2 separate regions of the Ovis aries genome follow, and region 2 is linked to region 1. Evidence: chromatin contacts called from public Hi-C data. All regions are on one chromosome and are shown on one strand. Each heading gives the region's core, a stretch centred on a gene start, on an enhancer-like site or on the middle of the called end of the contact. The rest is flanking DNA. Distances are from core to core; before and after follow the strand shown. Region 1 overlaps NEMP2 (nuclear envelope integral membrane protein 2). Region 2 overlaps LOC132659191 (a long non-coding RNA gene).

The links. Hi-C and Micro-C count contacts between places; a contact is called where the count stands out from the background.
Region 2: a contact with region 1 is called in a Hi-C map of hypothalamus, with 7 times the contacts expected there. The contact joins two enhancer-like sites. A contact is called at or near these places in 9 of 16 Hi-C or Micro-C datasets (blood, hypothalamus, liver and 5 more).

The regions. Positions count from the first base shown.
Region 1 is chr2:118,802,184-118,808,482 of ARS-UI_Ramb_v3.0, forward strand. It overlaps NEMP2 (nuclear envelope integral membrane protein 2), which reads left to right. Exons shown (of 12, transcript XM_042243616.2): 9 at 960-1,188; 10 at 4,671-4,847; 11 at 5,526-6,299. The coding sequence ends at 5,667. Among named protein-coding and RNA genes, the nearest start is that of NEMP2, 21 kb to the left of the region's middle. Within about 2 kb of position 3,723, at least 3 of the 54 cell types and tissues checked have an H3K27ac peak or open chromatin away from gene starts, as enhancers often do.
Region 2 is chr2:118,932,103-118,938,401 of ARS-UI_Ramb_v3.0, forward strand. It overlaps LOC132659191 (a long non-coding RNA gene), which reads left to right. Exons shown (of 2, transcript XR_009599267.1): 2 at 5,113-5,356. It overlaps INPP1 (inositol polyphosphate-1-phosphatase), which reads right to left. Exons shown (of 7, transcript XM_027964711.3): 7 at 5,880-6,299. The coding sequence ends at 6,053. Among named protein-coding and RNA genes, the nearest start is that of INPP1, 32 kb to the right of the region's middle. Within about 2 kb of position 2,774, at least 4 of the 54 cell types and tissues checked have an H3K27ac peak or open chromatin away from gene starts, as enhancers often do.

The sequences.
Region 1 (6,299 bases), core at 2,473-4,972:
TTTAGTCCATTTTTCTTTTTATCGTTAAGTATTTTCAAAGTAAATTACCGCTGCTATGGTGTGTTTCTTTAAATACTTGTCTTAATTTTTCTATAAGGCAAGAACATTTTCCTCTATAGTTCAATTACTAAATCTTGAAAAATTAATAGTTACATAAGATTATCTGTTACCTAGGCCATGTTCAGATTTCCTAAACATCCTTGATGTTTGGTTTTATAAGGTAGGATATAGTCCAGAATCACATTTTGCTTTTATTGTGTCCCATAAGTCTCATTTAATCCATAACAGGTTTCTGGTTTGGGGTTTTTTTCCCCCATCTCAGTGATATGCTGAAGAGACAAAGTTAGTTGCCCTACAGCATGCTCCACTTTCTAGGTTTCTCTGATTATTCCTTTGTGGTATAATTTAACTTGTTTCTCTCCTGTATCTTATATAAGCTGGAAATTGGGTCTTGAGACTTGCTTAGATATGAATGAAATGCTCACTGAATACCTAAGAGGTGATGTGCTCTCGGCATTGGAGTACCACTTGTCCCTCTGTTCATAGCACGGAAGCTGAGCACCAGAATGCAAGGGTGATAGCTGATCCCTTCACTGTGAAATCACACTTTGATTTAGTGATTAGAAAATTAAAAATGGGTTTTGTGGCAGACTATGACGTACACTAAGGCTTATTCCTGACCAAAGCAGCTGTGATAACATCTGTCCTCTACAACTCTGGGCCAGAAAACAGGTATACTTATAATAATGTATTATTATACATCCTTAAGTACTGCAGAGGCCACCTAGCACTCACAGGGGAGGAATAACTAGCCCTAAATGCATTTTTCAGCTTCACTGGGGAAAGAAAAATGCAGGTGTTCTGATATGTTCTTAGCTCTAAGTCGTGACTCTGCCAGGTTTTCCCCATAACTTTGCAAATTTGGTGTTACATTATTGTGCACCTTTCTGCTCTTCCAGGCTACGTCCTGACAGTTGGCTGCGTCAGCTTTGCTGTTTGCTACAAGCACGGGCCCCTGGTGGAGGAGAGGGACATGGTGCTCCTGGCATGGCTGCTGCGGCTGCTGTCCCTGCTCCTGGTGTACATGGGGGTGTCCGCGCCCCAGTTCGCCTGCACGGCTGCCCTGCTCCTCGTCCTGGCGTCCGGGAGTCGGTGCTGTCTGCCGAGCGCGCTCGCCTGTGTCGGGAGGTGTGTGACCTCTTTTCTTTCCTCCATTATAAGTTTGACGTTCTGAGCTCTGGCTTTATTTATTCTTTGGGGGAATTTTTTGGACATGTCTTATTTGGCATCACAATTCACTCCACTTGATCTGGAGATCTCAGACTTCCCTCTGAGAAGCAGGTGGTTAGAGAATGTGAGTGCCTGATCCAACCTCCTTCGCTAGCCGTCGCTAATCTTCCAGAGCCACCGATTACCAGGTAATGACGGCTCACCCAGAACTCACTAAAATCAGTGACAAATTACTTGGGCGTGGCATCACCTAACAGCTCTATTTTCACTCTGTATTTCCTTTCTTTTGGGCCCAAGGACTGCTTTGGGGCTATTTGTTGTGCTTACGAGATACGAGGGAACAGAATCAAATAACAAATTGTTGAAAGCTACAATTTATATAATCAGGGCTTTCTTTTTCTTAGGTTTTAAGATAAGGCTTAAATGTCCTTCTGCCGTGGAGTCTGAGCACCTGTTTTGTGCCAGGTACGCAGGTTAAGGAGTGGCCCGTACCCTGGCGGTGTGCTCGTTGAGACTCAGGCATATTGGTGCTAGAACAAGTGTTCAGAGAGGCCTGCCCAGGGAGTATCCTTGCTCAGTCACTCAGCTGTGTCCAACTCTTTGCGATCCTGTGGACTGTAGCCTGCCAGGCTTCTCTGTCCATGGGGATTCTCCAGACAAGAATACTGGAGAGGGTTGCTACTTCTTCCTCCAGGGGATCTTCCCAACCCAGGAATTGAACCCAGGTCTCCTGTGACGCAGGCAGGTTCTTTACCACTGAGCCATTGGGGAAACCCACCCAGAATGTGTAGCATGTTGAAAAAGTTCAGGAAAGTTCCTGGAAAAGAGACTCATGGGCTGAATCCTAATGAATCAAAACAGCCAGATGAATAAATGTAGGAAAGTCCTTCCTGAAAGGGAGAAAGCCCCGTTTGCTACCATTCCAGAGCAGGCGAGTGAGGTGGGTGTCCACCAGGATGTGGAGGCTTCGCAGGCAGTGCTGGAGAATCGAATCTGATCCTGTACGTGGTGGAGGCACTGTCCTTTCTGCATTTCAGGTAATGCACTCCGACTGCTGCCCGGACAGGAGTTAGAAATCAAATGCTTGGGGCCCCAGGAGGTACTGAGTGAAGGATTCTGAGCAGAGGAAAGGCAGTGTGAGGATTGTGCCAAGTTCTGCAACACGGCCCCAGAGAAACGGGGTCGGTTACCACTCAGCTGGAGCTGATGATTGCCATTTGGGAATATGGGCCTTGCCAGATCGCCTCGTTTTCTAGTAAAGCTGGGAACATGGATCGAATGTCAAGTCTTAGGATTTTTAAATGGTGGCAACTAACTAATATGAAAATAAAAACACAGTCAACAAGCCAGAATCCAAGCAGAAGCCAGTTACTCATTGGGCGGTGAGATGGGGCCCGTCTGTCTTTGGGTGCAGAGGGTGGAGGTTAAGGGCAGGTTTGGGGGCGGGAGACCAGTCATCAGACGTCACAGTGGTCCAGGCAAGAGGTGAGCAGGGCCTGGAGCAGGGCATTGAGAGCAAGGCTAGAAGAGGGAGGGAGTGAATGTTCACGAGGTAAACTTGACTGTGAGGAGGAGATTCTGTGACAGCTGATAGTTTATGGATCTGCTGACTCCACGGGTGGTGACGTCACAGGGTTAAAGAGGCACCAGAGGCAGGGCAGGGCCTCTCTGCAGAGGATGCTGGCAAGGCTGCTGCCAGCTGCTTCTCTCTGCCCTGTCTCGGAGGCAGACGGTGGCTGGGGCTCTCAGAGATCCCTCTGCCAGGAGGGGACCGGCCACTGCACACCCTTGAGGCCTCGCATCCCTTGTCTGGCTTGTGGCCTGAGGGGCCCAGGTGAATGCCTTCCACTTTCCTTGTCAACGTCCGCTACCCTGCCGAGAGCCGAGTGTGTTCTCTTACCTGCGCGGTGATGCTCTTACGCGTTTGCTGTGCGTTCTCTTAACACAGAACTAACAATCGAAATGTACTGTAACTTCCTCAGCTTTTCATACTGCTGGTGAGTAATTATGTGAAGGATTAGGAAATAAAATAGGAACTCACAGGGTAAACAGTAAGCCAAAGAAATAATGCTTTGAATGTGTAGTACTTTCTAGTTTACAAAGAGCTGTTGGAATACATTTTGATAATATATGGTTAGTTATTATTTTATCTCTGTTGAACCTTACTGTAGGCTGTTCACTGTGCTAAGCATTTGATACAAAGTAATATTTTTCATCTGTCCAGTGACCTGAGGTAGACCACGTTGCTTTAACTTTTTTTTCCATGTGAGCAAAGTGAGGCTCAGAACTGTGAAGGAGCTGCCCAGCTCACACAGTGGGTAAACTTCACAGCTGAAACCGTGTCCCCATCTTGTGCTCCGAGCTCGGGCATTTTCCTCCATGGAGACCAGGCTAGGTGTTCAGAAAAGGAGGAAGAAATAATGTCAGTGGTTCCCTAATCCAGGTTATCCACCACCAGACGAGCTGTAAAAGTTTAAAGATTTTCAGGCCCCACACCTCGAGAAAACAAACAGGCGTTAAAACGCCTCCTGGTGACTGTGTTGCTCATTTGTATTTGGGAATCTTTGGTTAAATTTTAAACCACCTAAAACATTTTTTTTAAACTCACTGATAAATACACGTGTTAAAACCTCTTCATTATTACCATTCTTTATGGGATTCTTCTCTTTAGGACTGTTTTGGTTGGAAAAAAGTTCCAATCGTGAGCCCCCTCCATATGTAGCAAGAGAATAATGATTTTAATATTATGAATTACTGTGTGTACACGACCCTTGTACTCAGGGGAAGTGTGTTTGCTTCCTCTGAGGTTAGTCAGCTTCTGCACCACTAGATGGAGGCCACACCCCACAGATCTTCCCAGCTTCTCTGTTTAGACTCAGTGGCGAGTGATTCTGCTGGGTCTCCATAAAAGGTCATCTCAAAGGTTTGCTGCTGGTATTGGTGCCCAAGAAAATCAGCACGGCAGGCAAAAAGAAGCCAGGTTTTTAATTGCCTGATTTGAAATCACCGAGGAAGAAAAATACAATTATGTCTCTATCAGAAATTGATGCTCAGGACTTCTTGGTGATCCAGTTGTCTAAGGCTTTGCACTGCCAATGCAGGAGGCCCAGGCTCAGTCCCTGGTTGGGGAGCTAGATCCCATGTGCCACAGCTAAGTAAGACCCCATGGGCTGCCATGACGATGCCACAGCCAAAAAAAAAAGGATCCTCAGTGCCTTAGAACATTATTTCAGCTGGTCCAGGAAGAGGGGGAATGTGCAGTTACAAATTACACGTTCTGTAAACCTCAATTGGGATAACAAGAGAAATAAGTAGAGTATGATGTAGAGGGAAGTTAAGAATTATTACTTTCTAAGAAATGTATTTTTATAAATCTTAAGAGTTGAATTGAGCAACCAGATATGGCCAGGAATCTAGCAACCAAATGCTGCCTGTTTTAGGAAAATGAAGAAATGGTTCACATCAGAGAAGCTGGCGGTGAAGCTTCTTACTGAAGACCAGTACAGGGAGCAAGCTGATGCCGCCACAATCTGCGCCCTGGAGGAGCTCCGCCAGGCCTGCCGCAGCCCCGGCTTCCCATCCTGGCTGGCGGTCTCCAGGCTCCAGGAGCCGAAAAAGTGAGCCTTGCCCCGCTGCCCACACCACGGCTGGGTTGGTGTTACCCCGGAAATAACACGACAGTTTGGATCAGGTGCTTAAGGCTAGAAACACAGCTTCCCGGGTAACATGACACGGAAGCTGTCGAGCTTCTTTTGCTTCAGTGTTCTGCATTGCACCTTAGAACTGTCAGGGTCGGAGAAAATGTTGATCTGATGTATTATATAGGGAAGGCCATAAAGACCACTCATAGGAGAAGGGAGGCAGAATGGGATGCGTCCTCTGCTTCTCATGCTTTAGGGGTGGAAACTCATTGATAAAGTTCACCAAGAAAGAAATCTCTGCCCCAGCCTCTGAAGCTTTATCCAAACAGCAGTGCCCTCAAATTAAAAACTGAAGGGGGAAGGACACTAAAGTAGTGAATCAATAATACATTGAATGAGAGAGAAAAGGAATTAGAAAACAGGAGTGGGCCTGTTTAGCAGCGCCTGGTGCTTCCAAGTCGGCCTGCTTCCTGGTCCTTCCCTGAGCGTCTGGAGGAGCACACAGCCTTCTTGTTTTCACACCCACTGTGCAAATGCCAGCCTCTACTGATGCAAAGCCAGATTTAATTAAGGGGGATAAGCAGCCAGGGAACATGATATCTTCCAAACAAAGCTTTCTGTGATAACATTAACTTTATTTGAAATAAATACTAGGTTTGCGGACTTTGTTCTGGGAGGAAGCCACTTGTCGCCCGAAGAAGTGAGGCTCCATGAGGAACAATATGGCCTTGGGGGCGCCTTCTTGGAAGAGCAGCTCTTTAACCTGAGGACTCCTGACAGTCTGCCTGCACAGTGACTTCATCCTGGACAAGGAAGTGGGCATGCGCAGGGATGCAGAGCTGTTCCAAGGAGCAGTGGCCAAAGCATTCGCCACAGAGAAACATCAAACCATACTGGAAAGGAAATCTAAACTTTATTGAAGATAACTGATCCTTCTTGGTCAGTTCTGTGTATTGTCCTGTAGGTGGCCACTGAGATCGTGTGACGGTCATGATCGCTTTGCTTGAATGAAGACTCTCGTTAGGAACAAGGGAATCGTGTTGATCTTCAAAGGTCCAAGTAATGTGAATAAGTTCCTTGTCAACTCCAAGGCACTAAGGTGTCTCTTAAACCCCATAACCTGCAACAAAATAGTGCGTTGCTCTTCCTGTGTGTTACCAATGTAAGGGCTGGAAGAGACCTGGGGTATCTTGGACCAATGTTTTCCAAAGTGTAGTCCACAGGATGCTACCGTGTTAGCCGGTAAGGGATCCTGAGGTCAACCAAGATGGATACATGATTAGACAAACATACTGCAGGACTTATCAGAGCCTTTAGTAATGCTAATGCCTGTTGTGTGAACCTCCTGAAGAGGAGAAATGGTGTGTAGCAGTCTCTGACTTAATTTGAAAACAGAACCCTTCTTTATGACATTAATATTCCTTGAAT
Region 2 (6,299 bases), core at 1,524-4,023, 130 kb after region 1:
CTCATATGTGCAATCATCAAAATTACATGTTTCATTTTTCATAGCTTGTCATGTGTGCTGAGTCACTTCAGTCGTGTTGACTCTTTGAGACCCCATGGACTGTAGCCTGCCAGGTTCCTCTCTCCCTGGGATTCTCCAGACAAGAATACTGGAGTGGGTTGCCATGCCCTCCTCCACGGGATCGTCCCGACCCAGGGACTGAACCCAGGTCTCTTGCATGGCAGGTGGATTCTTTACTGTTTAAGCCACCAGGGAAGCCCATGGATACATATAGTATCCTCACTACAAGAGTGGAAAGAATACAGAAAAGTACCTCAGCTGGGTTCTAGTTCAATTCTTGGTATGTACACATCCTGCTAACTCTTTCTACCTTCAGTTTTCTGGCAAGGAAGAACAAGAAGAGAAGGAATTATGGGTGGCCCTATCTTTTTAAAAAATATTTACTTATTTATTTGGTTGCACTGGGTCTTAGCTGAGGCATGCAGGATCTAGTTCCCTGATCAGGAACAAACCTGGGCCCCTGCATTGGGAATGCACAGGCTTAGCCACTGGACTGCCAAGAAGTCCCTAGATGGCCCTAACTTACCTTTCTTTCCATGCCATCATTTTCACCCTATGTGATTTGCTGTAATTATATAGAGAAAAAAATAAGAAAGGGCATAATAGATTTCCCTGGTCTTTTTATGTTTCTGAGAATGCCAGTGCCATCTTTTGACATTCCAAGCAAATCCTAGTTCTAGGGGGCTGTTATCCCCACCTAAGTAGTCATAATAAATGTAATTCGCTCACCTTGTACTTGCTTTAAGTCTCATTGAACCCCCATACATCAGGGGTCTGCAGGAATTCTGTGCTCACACGGCACTGTGAACACTACATGAATGGAATGGGGTTACGGGGAAAGAGGGCAAACACATGTTGCCCATCACACCTCTGTTCACACGCATGCTCCACTGTCCTAGAAACTTAATTTACAAGTTCAAAGACAAAATATTGGAGAATTTCAAGACGGTACTTGCAGAACCAAGCATGGTGCCATGAGAAGGCTTCTGTGCCCGCACAAGTCACAAGCCCATGAAGTCAGCCTAAGGACGGTCTTTTTTTTCTTTTTAATGGAGAAAGGGAGAAAGCTCTTAATCCTATACGATAATGGCTCGCTAAGCGTCAGGAACATTGAAAATACAGCCTAGAAAAGAAAAATCATATTTGAAATTACACACATTTTATTACATAGCAGTGACAATGTTGGCTAGGCTGATTATCAAATAGAAATTATAAGCATATAAACCTTTTAAGAATGATGTCAGTGCTAAACACAGCTACTTCCCCTGGACCCATTTCAAAGATCCATCTGTGTACAGACCAGCTTTTCCTTGAGTTCCCTGCCACTCTGAGGGGACAGTCACAGTCCCTTAGGCTTGCTTTATGGATATGTGTTACAATCCAAGGACCAAGCCAGGAACAATGAAAGGTGTTAACTGTGGATGTGAAAGGTTATGACTTTCTGTTTCTACTCTTCCTTTGCATTTAGCACTTACAGAAAAAATAAAACAGAACTGCGGTACAAGAAGGAAGCTGTCAGAAACTTTTGTCTGCGTTTTCCTACTTTTCGGAATGTGCGTTTGACCTTTTCTGCCGTGGAGTGGGCAGGGCTGCTTCTTCGCTGAGTGTGCGGTGCATGCTCAGTTGCTCAGTCATGTCCAACTCTTTTACGACCCAATGGATTGTAGCCCGCCAGGCTCCTCTGTCCATGGGATTTCCCAGGCAAGAATACTGGAGTGAGTTGCTATTTCCTTCTGCAGGGGATCTTCCCAACCCATATCTCTTAGGTCTCCTGCGTTGGCAGGCGGGTTCTTTACCGCTGCACCACTGGGGAAGCCTGAATAATTAGTGTGTGTGTGTGTTAGTCGCTCAGTTGTGTCCAACTCTTTGTGACCCCGTGCACTGTAGCCCTCTGCAGGCTCCTCTGTCCATGGGGTTCTCCAGGCAAGAATACTGGAGTGGGTTGCCATTTCCTTCGCAGGGGATCTTCCTGACTAGGGATCAAGCCCATGTCTCCTGCATCTCCTAAATTAGCAGGTGAATTCTTTACCACTTGAGCCACCTGGTAAGTCCCTATTTCTGTGTGCTAGCTGTGTTTAAGGCTGGTTACAGCTACATGTTCTGGGCCATGCAAGCAGGACAAGGAATTATGAGCAGCTGCTATGGACTAGGCTAAGCAGACTCCTTCAGGGGATGGCTAAGCAACGAACTGAAAGCGGAGACTTGACAGTTTATCTGCCTGCTGAGCACTCAACAGAGGCAAAAGGTGAGTCTGAAAAGAGGGGGCAGTAAGCCCCTAGGCAAATTGCCAGGATCAAGAGTCCCAGAGATTTCTCACAAGTCTCAAGACACCAATAACTGTTTTTATGTGTCTTATATTCTCATCTGTGCCTTTTTAATAGGCAGGAAGTTCCCTTTATCATCTTGGTTGTTGCTGTTATTTAGATGCTAAGTTGTGTCCAACTCTTTGCAACCCCATGGACTATAGTCCACCAGGATCCTCTGCCCATGGAAATTCCCAGGCAAGAATACTGGAGTGGGATGCCATTTCCTTCTCCAGGGGATCTTCCTGACCCAAGGATTTAACCCACGTCTCCTGCATTGGCTGGTACATTCTTTAACGCTGAGCCACCAGGGAAGCCTTACCATCTCGACAAATGTATTTATGCACTCTTCATTCTTTGGGGGATGAAGTGGCTAAGTACGTCAGAAGTAGATGAGTGTAGCTAAGGGTTGAAAACATCTGCTCTTAAATGTCACGAGACCTTAGTGAATAGAACAAAGGATGTGTGATCAGAGGTCAGATGAAGACAGAAGCCTGGATGACTCATTTGGCCCGGGTGATCGAGATTGCTAGATGTCCTCTAATGCCCGGCTCCTAACTCCCAGGGTGATAAAAAGCCTGGTTTTCAGTTGAGCACATGGTTACTCCAAATGGAGACTTTCTACGTGCAGTCACGTGGCTAGGTTCTGGTCAGTGATGTGAAAAACTGCCCTTCCCTTCTTTGTCTTCTCCTCTGTCTTGCTGCCTAAAATGCAGAATCTGTTGTCTTAGACCTGAGAAGGGTCATGGTCTGGGGTTGGGAGAGCAGTGAGATGGAAGGAGTGTGACTCCCTGAGGACTTTGGGGTGGAGCCTCCTTTCAGCTCTGGACTGCTCACCAAATACTTTTGATCTTATTTAAGCCATTGTTATTTAGGCATTTTGCCACTCACAGTTAAACCTAATGCTACTGATGCAAAGTATTACTGCAAACTTATCCTGGCTGCACTTCTTCTAGACAGACGGGCTAACTTATAGGACTTTATACTCAGACTCAAAGATCTGCTTTTTCATACTCCCATCATTATAACACAGCCAAAAGCCCTTTATACAATATGTATCCTTTGGCATGTCAAAATCTCATGCAGAGAGCCTATAACTAGGGGCTTAGAAGTCAGAGCAAAAAATTAGCAATACACAAAGTGCATTAGAAGAGTTGACTCATTGGAAAAGACTTGATGCTGGGAGGGATTGGGAGCAGGAGGAAAAGGGGACGACAGAGGATGAGATGGCTGGATGGCATCACTGACTCGATGGACTTGAGTCTGAGAGAACTCCGGAAGTTGGTGATGGACAGGGAGGCCTGGCGTGCTTCAATTCATGGGGTCGCAAAGAGTTGGACACGACTGAGCAACTGAACTGAACTGAACCTTTAGAACCCTACTCAACATGGCTGCCAGCCCTCAGGAGCAGTTGAATTGAGACTGGCATGATGGTTAAGTGGAAGCATGTGGCTAGTGTAGAGAGTGACAGGTATATTTGGAAGGTTGAGCCAAGAGGATCTCCTGAGTGACTGGATATGGTCTGTAGGAGCAAGAGAGGAACCAACACTGACCTGGCTTCCCAGGGACTGCTCTTATTGATGTGCAGGGGGCTCTCTTTTTATCATCCTCTATTTAAGCAACCTAGCAGATTCATCTGTCTGCCAGCCTCCTGCAAAACCACGCTGGCTGATGCACAAGACACTCGATCTTGGCAACCAACAGGCTACTCTTTGGAGCACCCCTCCATCACAACCCCCAACTCCACTCCCATCAACTGAGTTGTATGTTTGCTTAGACTGACTGACTTCATTCAAAAATCATATTTCCATGGTATCTTTAATAACAGATTAAGTATAATGTAAAATGAATTTGAAAACAAAGAATTTAAGGCTTTGAAAGTATTGATATAAATGAGTCTTAAGAATTTACTGAGTATGAGACAATTGTAAAGATAGAGGGGAAAAAAATGAAAATCCAGAATGATTATGTTGTCAGACTACATGGCAAATATTTTTTAACTTCTTCCTCTAAAGAAATCAGAGCCTGAGAATTCCCTGGTGGAACAGTGATTAGGAATCGGTACTTTCACTGCCAGGTCAGGTTTGGTCCCTGGTGGGGGAACCAAGATCTGGTAAGTCACACTGCACAGCCAAAAAGAAAGAAATCAGACCTACAGATCACCTTCCCACAGGTGTGGTTAATGCTAGACCAGCACGCACATGCTCAAGGAAGGGCCTTAGCTTTCTGGCAAAGGTTGACAACGGATATGTGCAACGGATGTTTACAGAATATATTGGATTCTCTGTTCTATCCAGTTTTCCCCCCAGTAAGCTGGCACAGTGATAGATCACATAAATAAATAGATCACATTGAAGATGACTGTTTTCACTGCATTGTTATTGATAATTTACATATTCTGAAAATGTTTATGTGCAAAACATGCTTTTTCTTGAACTATATTCTATTTTTCCATTCTGATGAATATCAGGCAGCACTAGTTTCTGGGGTTTGGTTTCTAATGTGTCTTGTGAAGAATGAACTCACTTTGACTTAAAAATCAACCTTTATAATTAGAATATATAGCTCGAGGACCCATGAGCAATCACAAAGCATGCACAGACTTTAAAAACTATGTAACTTTTTCACTAAATAAGTCGTTTAATCTGCTGTGTGCAACGAGATACCTTTAAATAGCCTCCAATTAAAATAAATAAATTAAAAAAATAAACTAAAAGTTTGACTTACCATGATTCCTTTGTAATTGCAGAAAACCAGAGGATGCTGCAGAAAATCTTTTGGCCTCAAGAGGGCGTAGGGCAGAAAGGAGATGGCTGAGAGTTTGGTCTCTGCAGATGGTGGAACCATCATCTCCTCAACCAGGGCTGCTAAAGAGATAGGAAAAAGAGGTCTCACCCACCTCAGAGGACATTCAACATGGGATTCTAGTAGACCAACGACTGTATATATTTAACTCTGGTTTTTGAAGTGTAATAAACACCATGCAAAAACTACTATCCTCTCCTGTCTTACCGACAGAAGTAAGAGTTATGTTAGGTGAGAGTATTAGAGGGCACTAGAGACATAATTAGTGGCAGAATCAGAGAGTTAGAATGAGAGAATAAGAATATAAATTTGAGAGAGTTTCAGAACGTGTGTATGAGTGTGGATGTGTCTGAGTGTGAGAGTACATGAGTAGGATGGAGCCATCGGGGCTCCGGGCTTTAATTCTTGTAAGAAACACAGCGTCACTGAAAGCACATGAACATGGCCAAATTACGCTTCAAATTCATAGTTCTAAATGTTCTGCCAAAGGCTATATCTGAAGATTTTTGTTCCAGACAGGAAACAAAACTAAGCACAACCCCCTTTGCTCTCCCTAATATTTCAGTGACATTAACTTATCACCTCTAAACTCATGTTCTAAAGAGCTTTATTAACTGAGCAGGAATTTTTCCTGTCTTCAATATTTTACTGAAGCGTTTCAAGCAGCAATAATCACACAAAATCCTCTATAAAGAATCTCACACATTTAACTGCTGCATGAATATCATTCATTTATTAGCATTATGAACACATAATGGAAAAATGCTCCCCCAAAGAGGAAGGTGAATGTTGACTGTCAATAGGACAAAGCTGTCTTCAAAAGACAAGAGATGTGGAAACCAGGTTCACAGTCGGGCTGTGGAGCCCATGAGGACGGAGCTCATCTACGTATGTGCAGCCACAGGGGCCAGGTGCTGGAGGAGGCAGCTCAAGAATGTCTCCAGCTGCTTCTCTGATCTGTACGCGATGAGTCCTCCCTTGTTAGCCCACTGATCCACTCCAGCAGCGCCTTCGTTTCCCACGTGATACACCAACTGTGGCAAGCCAAGCCCCGAGTCAGGATTTCTTTCCAGGCATTCTTTTAGATCCACCATCCCCCCACCCATGGCCCTGAGGATGGCGTGGGCAGCA